Linked DNA regions of Capsicum annuum: region 2 is linked to region 1. Evidence: chromatin contacts called from public Hi-C data. All regions are on one chromosome and are shown on one strand. Each heading gives the region's core, a stretch centred on a gene start, on an enhancer-like site or on the middle of the called end of the contact. The rest is flanking DNA. Distances are from core to core; before and after follow the strand shown.

Region 1 (3,180 bases), core at 651-3,150:
CATTATATTTATATAAATATTTAAGAGGCTTCTATTGTAATTGTGAATATTCTTGAACTTTTCATAGTTTATGTTTCTTAACATATTATATCGTTTGAATAATTTTTGGCTGGTACAATAAGTCTAGTATTTTAAATATTTTATGCTGGTTTTTTCCTCCAAGATGAATTTTTTCCTCATTTGGTATTATATAGCCATAAATATCTAGCAACTCAAATAAAATTCAAAAAAAAAAAAAACTATTTTGTATTTCCACTACCTCTTATTAATAGTATATATATACTTGTTCTAAAAGATCTCATTATCTTTGTTGTTGGTCGCACTAGATTTTTGTTAAGTGCCATGACTTATTTCTATCGTCTCCATGAGTCCCTTGAAATAACTGTATCTTACTAGTACAAAAGAAATATTTGAAAATGTTAGTTAAGCGTCTTGTGTTGTGGAGACTTTTCCCAAAAGACAAAAACAAACCAAGCTGAGATAACCAAGATTTAAAAAACCCAACATAATTGATCTGATTTATTAAAAAAGAGATAATACATAAATATGACTCTAAAATTGACATCAATTATAACTTTGACCTTAAACTTTTATAGTGCACAAATATGACCTTTAACTATTCAAAATTGCACAAATATGACTTTAGATCCTACGTGGCAAAACGCGTGCTCAACACGCAAAACTGGGCGCGTCCAGCTTAAAATCTAAGGGCATAACACATAAATATGACCTTAAACTTTGACAATGCACAAATATGACCATTAACTATTCAAAACTGCACAAATATGACTTTTCACGATTATTTTTTCATTATTTTCGGCTCAAAGATGAAAATGACATCTAATTTCTTTTGTCATTGTGAAAAAAGAGCAATATTGAAGATTTATTAATTATATGGGTCAGCCTCATATGAAAAAACCACGTGGGTATGTATATATATTATAAAGCAGAGGGAGAATTTAAGTTATATAATATATCTAAATATAATTTATTTAAATATTAAATTAAAGATAAAACTATACTAATAATAAAAAAAAATTATAGTTTTAATAAAACGTTATTAAGAATAGTAATAGTATATTAAATTAACGTTATTAAAAATGTTATTAAATTAATATTGTTAAAACGCTATTAAATTAATGCAAGGACGGACCTACGTGGTTGCCATGGGGTTCACCCGAACTCCATCAGTAAAAAATTACGTTATATATATAAGGTAGAAAATCTATATTTATGTACGTATATTAATGTTGAACCACATAAAACAAGGCACTTAGATAGCCTAATGGTGTTATTTGCTCTTCTTGGGCGCTTCCTTCAGCCTACTACGTGGGTTCGATTTTTTAATTAAAAAAACTAGGTGGTGTTCCTATAAAAATAAATAAAATAATAAGAAGAAGAAGAATTATAAACGACGCCGTTTTAACACAAAGTAAAACTTTGACAGTGCACAAATAAGACCTTTAACTATTCAAAACTGCACAAAGATGACCTCCCTCCAAGTCAACCCTTTTAAAAACATGGCACCGTATGATTGAATTACCTTTCCACGTAAGCGCGCGTGAAACTCACGCATGGGGTTGCAAAATCGGAGGTCATATTTGTTCAGATTTTGAATAATTAAAAGTTCTATTTATGCACCATCAAAATTTAAGATCAAAGTTATCAAATAACTTTGATGTCAATTTTAAAGTCATATTTATATATTCTCTCTATAAAAAAAAAAATCAAACCAAATCAATCTATGTACCACTTGGTCTCTACTGTTCTACATGCGTCATACGCTCATTGCATATCCAAAATCACTAATCACTAATACTAAATGCTCGAATAACTAACAAACTCCTTTGCAAGGAAAAGAATAGCCAAACCAACAAGCTAGTGAATCATTCATACTAGTTTAGATCCCAAATAAATTGGCAACTTAACGTTGAGAACCAAATTAGGAACAACCAAAAATGGTTGAATGTTTCCTCATGGCAGTAATGATCTACACTGCCTGTTAAAATGAAGCTGATAAGCTGCACGAAGCAACACACTACTAGCTTAGTGGAATATGCAATCACTTTACACTAATTCGTAAGAGTCGAAGATCAGCAAATAGTATCGCCATTTCAGCAGATAGAAGCCACTCAGAGTTCTGTTTCTGTCCTTAATCCTGGCTTTGCAATTACTTACACTAATTCGTAAAAGTTAAAGATCAGTGAATAGTATCGCCATTTCAGCATATAGTAACCACTCGGAGATCTGTTTTCGTCCCTAATCCTGGCTTGAACATTCATATACAAGGGATATCAGATGATTTTGCTTTGCTAGGTATGCTAAATCCTAAACTTCCTATACTGAATTGCCACCCGTTATTCTTTGTACCCATAAAGAATCTAAACTTTTTGTCATAATTGATGCATGCTTACAACCAACAAGCCACTCATTGTGTCCACAGAGTATACTTGAAGTTGATTTCGTCTTTGCAGCAAAATGTGATTTGTACTAATCTTGTCATCTTGAATTTGATTGTGCTATTTGAAAAGTCAGTTGCAACCATCATAACCGCCTTTTCTGGAGTTGTGCATTATTGGCTCATCTGTGTACCAGGAAAAATTGTGTCATGCATGAGCTTATCGAGTTGGTAACCGATACATGATTAGACAAGATGATGAGCACAAGAACCAATGTAGGTGAATGATTAAATAGGATGTTGACAGAAACAGTCCGATTCTCACATCAAGTTACCAAAACATTATAAAGCGTAAACGATGTGCAGCTTACCTTCATCTTCATCTCCACCTTGAGTAGTAAAGAATGGAGTGAGATAGTTCTTGTCCAATGCTGAGAATGAAGTAGTACTGGAGAGAACAATTAAATGCATTAAAAGACGGGAAATGATGAGGCAGTGATCTACCCACTTAGCTAGTTAGCTGGGATGACTTGGTAACTTGAGGAGAACGTGGGTACTGGACACCGGGTGGAAAACAAAAAAGGACACTAAAACACTAAAACACCAAAACTAAAATCTCCCTACAATTACATTGTGCCACAAGCAAAAGAACATTACCTCTTGTGGAACTCCTTAAGTTTCATCCTGAACCTATTCCCTGATGACGGTTCACCATCATAAGATTCATCACTATAAGGAGCTACATATCCATTGTTCCCCTCAAAGTTCTGAAGTCGGAAAAA
Region 2 (3,534 bases), core at 358-2,857, 160 kb before region 1:
TTTATCATATCCACTTCCCCACCCAATGCCCCCAACACCTACTCATTGATGATCCCACCCCAAGGCCACACAACCCATCCCCTCCCACCTCTACAGATTTTTGCTAGATTACATATAAATGTTCTTGAGATAACAGTTTCTTCGTTTACTTACCAAAACTAGAAAATAAGTAAGAAACTAACTTGTTTTCCAAGAAAACATTTTCGTTCATACCAAACATAATCTGATAAGTTTCTCCATAAGAACATTCCTCCATCTCACTTAAGTTTATACCCAGAGCAGAAATATTAACAAGTGAAAAGCTAATAACTCTTTGTTTTCCCTCCTCACGAATGAAATGGGTAATAAGCCAACATAAAATTTAATCACTAAAACAGAATATCATTCCAAAAAGGAAAATTCAGGTTGCATATAGAGCAGACCGCATAAGTCAACCGAGCTCATTCGTTTGTAGAACTAAATAAGAAAAAGGAAACCCACCTAAATACAAAATTCTCTATAAGAACATAACATTCCTCCATCTCACTTAAGCACTAACAAGTGAAAAGCTAACAACTCTATTTGTTTTGCCTCTTCAAGACGAAAGGGTAAATAAGCCAAAACAAGTTTTAATCACTAAAACACAATACCATTCCTAAAAGGAAACTTAATCATTCTGAAAAAAACATTTAAGCAGCATATAAGTCAACCAAGTTCATCATTTGTACATAAAAAAACATAATTCCCCGAAATACATAATTCCAAGACAACACAAGAATGACTAGAAACAAGTAGAATAAGAGAGAGAAAGGGGGGAACTAACGCTGCATCAGTGGGTTGGCCATTGCCACCCAATGGGAAGTCAACGGCAGCAAGCATTCTACCATGGCGGTGACTATCATGGGCTCTGAGTTCATTCAAGATTGACCCTCCACGCCCACCATATCTATGCTTCACATTAAACACTACATTGTTATTTCCCTTCACTGCCACCTCCAAAACTGAAACCAATAACAATATCAAACACCCTTTTCTCCTTAGATCCATTATCAAAACATACAAACACAAAACACCCACTTCCCAAAGTTCAATCTTTTTCCTCCCCTATATCCTTGTACATATACAAAACAAGTTTATATTGTACTATGTAAATATACCGAGAGATGGGTTATGGGGATGGATGTATGTGTTACGTAATGAATGAATGGATCTTGATGTGAAGATGAAAAGCAAGGAATTATCTTCCTTTTTTCTTCAGTCGGTTGTGATAAACCCAAAGGGAAGAAAACAAAGTACAATTCTTCAAATTTAGTAAATGGACTTTGTATTATTTGTATATATGTATTATGTACAGTTATCTTGAGAATTTTCTTGGAAATTAGATGAATAGTATATAGTATAGTTATCTAGAGGAGAAATTGGCTACTACTGGAAAAGGAAAAGGAAAAGGAAAAAGAGAAAGCTTAATGATGATGTAGTGGTGTCGTACATGGTTGTCCTTGTACTTGTCATTGCAGTGTGTTTGGATGGTGGTTCCCTGGTGTGACATGGTACGGTTATTAACAAAATTATGTTTATTTTGATTGTTTATGGTGTAGTTTTATGATTTGATAATGATAAAAATGAAATCACCAATTTGGTGTATCTCATGGTTTGCCTTTTTTTTTTTTTAATTATGTGCTTACTAATATTATATAATTCTATATTAGTCTTTATCTTAAATTATTTAACTCCACTTTTTACATCGCCCTTCACCCCACCAGTCCCGACCTCACCCTAATTTCTTTTAAAAATTTGATTTTTTTCTTAAATTTAAAAACTTTTTCTTACCCCCACTCCCAGCCCCAATTTACCCATTAGCCCCCCTCCCTCACCAATTTCTTTTTTATTTTTAAAATTTTTAAAAAAAAAAATTCTTACACCACCCACCTCTACCAGCTCCCTCTTGCCCCCACCCACAAAAAAATAATAATAACCCCCCACCTCAAACCAAAAAAAATATTTTTCTTACAAAAAATTAAAAAAAAAAATTCTTATCAGGGTCCCTATGCCGAGCTCCTACTCCACTATCTCCACCCCAAATATTAAAAGAAAAAAAATTCTCTTGCCCCATCTCCTTTGTCATATTCATTTTTAATATTTTGTGTTAAATATATATAAATGATTTTAAAAAATATGTTCCTACTTGCGTAACGAACACAAGAAAATAAATAAGAAACAATTTACTTTCCTAGAAAAAAGAATTTTGAATTCAATACCGAACATACCCGTAGCATACACGAAAGATGCATTCAAACTTTATAATTGTCTTTGGTGTCACGTCTCAAAACACTAAAAATAGATGAAATTTTTATTATAAAAAATTAATCCGATTATATTTATTTTGATCTACTTTTTTATTGACTTTGTTAGAATTTACATGAATTTAACAACTTAATATATCTACATGACATAATTTATGACAAATTAGTAGGAAGAAAATTATTTTACTAACAATTATTGATAAATTTAACATTTATAACAATTAAGGATATTTTAGAAAACTTATCACTTACGATACAGTACTATACTGTCAAACTAAACAGTAAAACTATTATTAAACAATAATGAACGATACAGTATATTCAAATATGATATTGTGTTATACTGTACAGTACAATATCATACCATATAGTACTGTACATGATTTCTATCATCGAAACAGAGTGTTACATTCTCTATTCTCTTTCCGTCACTTCTCTGTGATGCACATTCCCATGCTCTTCACCTTAGTGCTTTAATTTTTGCAAGCTTTTTCTTGTTTTACTTTTTACTTTCTACCATTTCTAAATGATTTATTTATTTTAAATAACTTATCCATTTTATGTTTTAGTTGACAAGTTTCATGATTACCAAGTACTTAATTATAATTATCTATGTGATGTTAGTACTTGATGCTTCACTTTTAGTTGTCTCACTATTTCAAAAATAATTTTTTATTTGTCATTTTTAACATATGAAAAAAATAAAATTATTTTTTCTGTATACTTTCAAAATTAATTACTTTTTCTTTAAATTATTTCTCAAGATCTAAGACTATGCACCAATTAATATGAATATTGTGGTAGAATACTCTCATTAATCATTGTTTGATAATCTGAAGGTGAATTTCGATGTTCCGTTGTACAAAAACAAGATGATATCCAGAATTGCAATAGTTATAGTGGATCAAGGTGTTAAGTCACACTATGGATGTTTGAGAGAGGGTGGTGGACGAGGGTGAGGAGAGATGTGACTATTTTCGTAAACCAGTTTGAATTCATGCCAGGACGCGCAATTACAGAAGGCATTCACCTTTGAAGAAGATTGTGAAACAGTACAGAGAGAGGAAGAAGGATTTACGACATGGTGTTCATCGACTTAAAAAAGATTTACGACAAAGTCCCTAAGAAGATTTTATAGAGATGCTTGGAGGCTAAAGGTGTACACGCGGCATATATTATGAAGATCACGGGTGAGGATAGTGGGAGGAGATGTTGCATCATGGATCAGCTCTTAGCCCCTTTTTATTTGTCT

The links. Hi-C and Micro-C count contacts between places; a contact is called where the count stands out from the background.
Region 2: a contact with region 1 is called in a Hi-C map of leaf, with 2.9 times the contacts expected there. The contact joins the promoter of LOC107856698 here to the enhancer-like site in region 1. A contact is called at or near these places in 2 of 5 Hi-C or Micro-C datasets (bud and leaf).

What each region holds. Positions count from the first base shown.
Region 1 is chr12:127,195,086-127,198,265 of UCD10Xv1.1, reverse strand. It overlaps LOC107856697 (sodium/hydrogen exchanger 6), which reads right to left. Exons shown (of 21, transcript XM_016701675.2): 20 at 3,056-3,165; 21 at 2,094-2,584. The coding sequence ends at 2,581. Among protein-coding and RNA genes, the nearest start is that of LOC107856697, 22 kb to the right of the region's middle. Within about 2 kb of position 1,900, at least 2 of the 5 cell types and tissues checked have an H3K27ac peak or open chromatin away from gene starts, as enhancers often do. A contact at or near this core is called in leaf, where this site is marked.
Region 2 is chr12:127,355,391-127,358,924 of UCD10Xv1.1, reverse strand. It overlaps LOC107856698 (aspartic proteinase 36), which reads right to left and starts at 1,607. Exons shown (of 10, transcript XM_016701676.2): 1 at 803-1,607. The coding sequence starts at 1,026.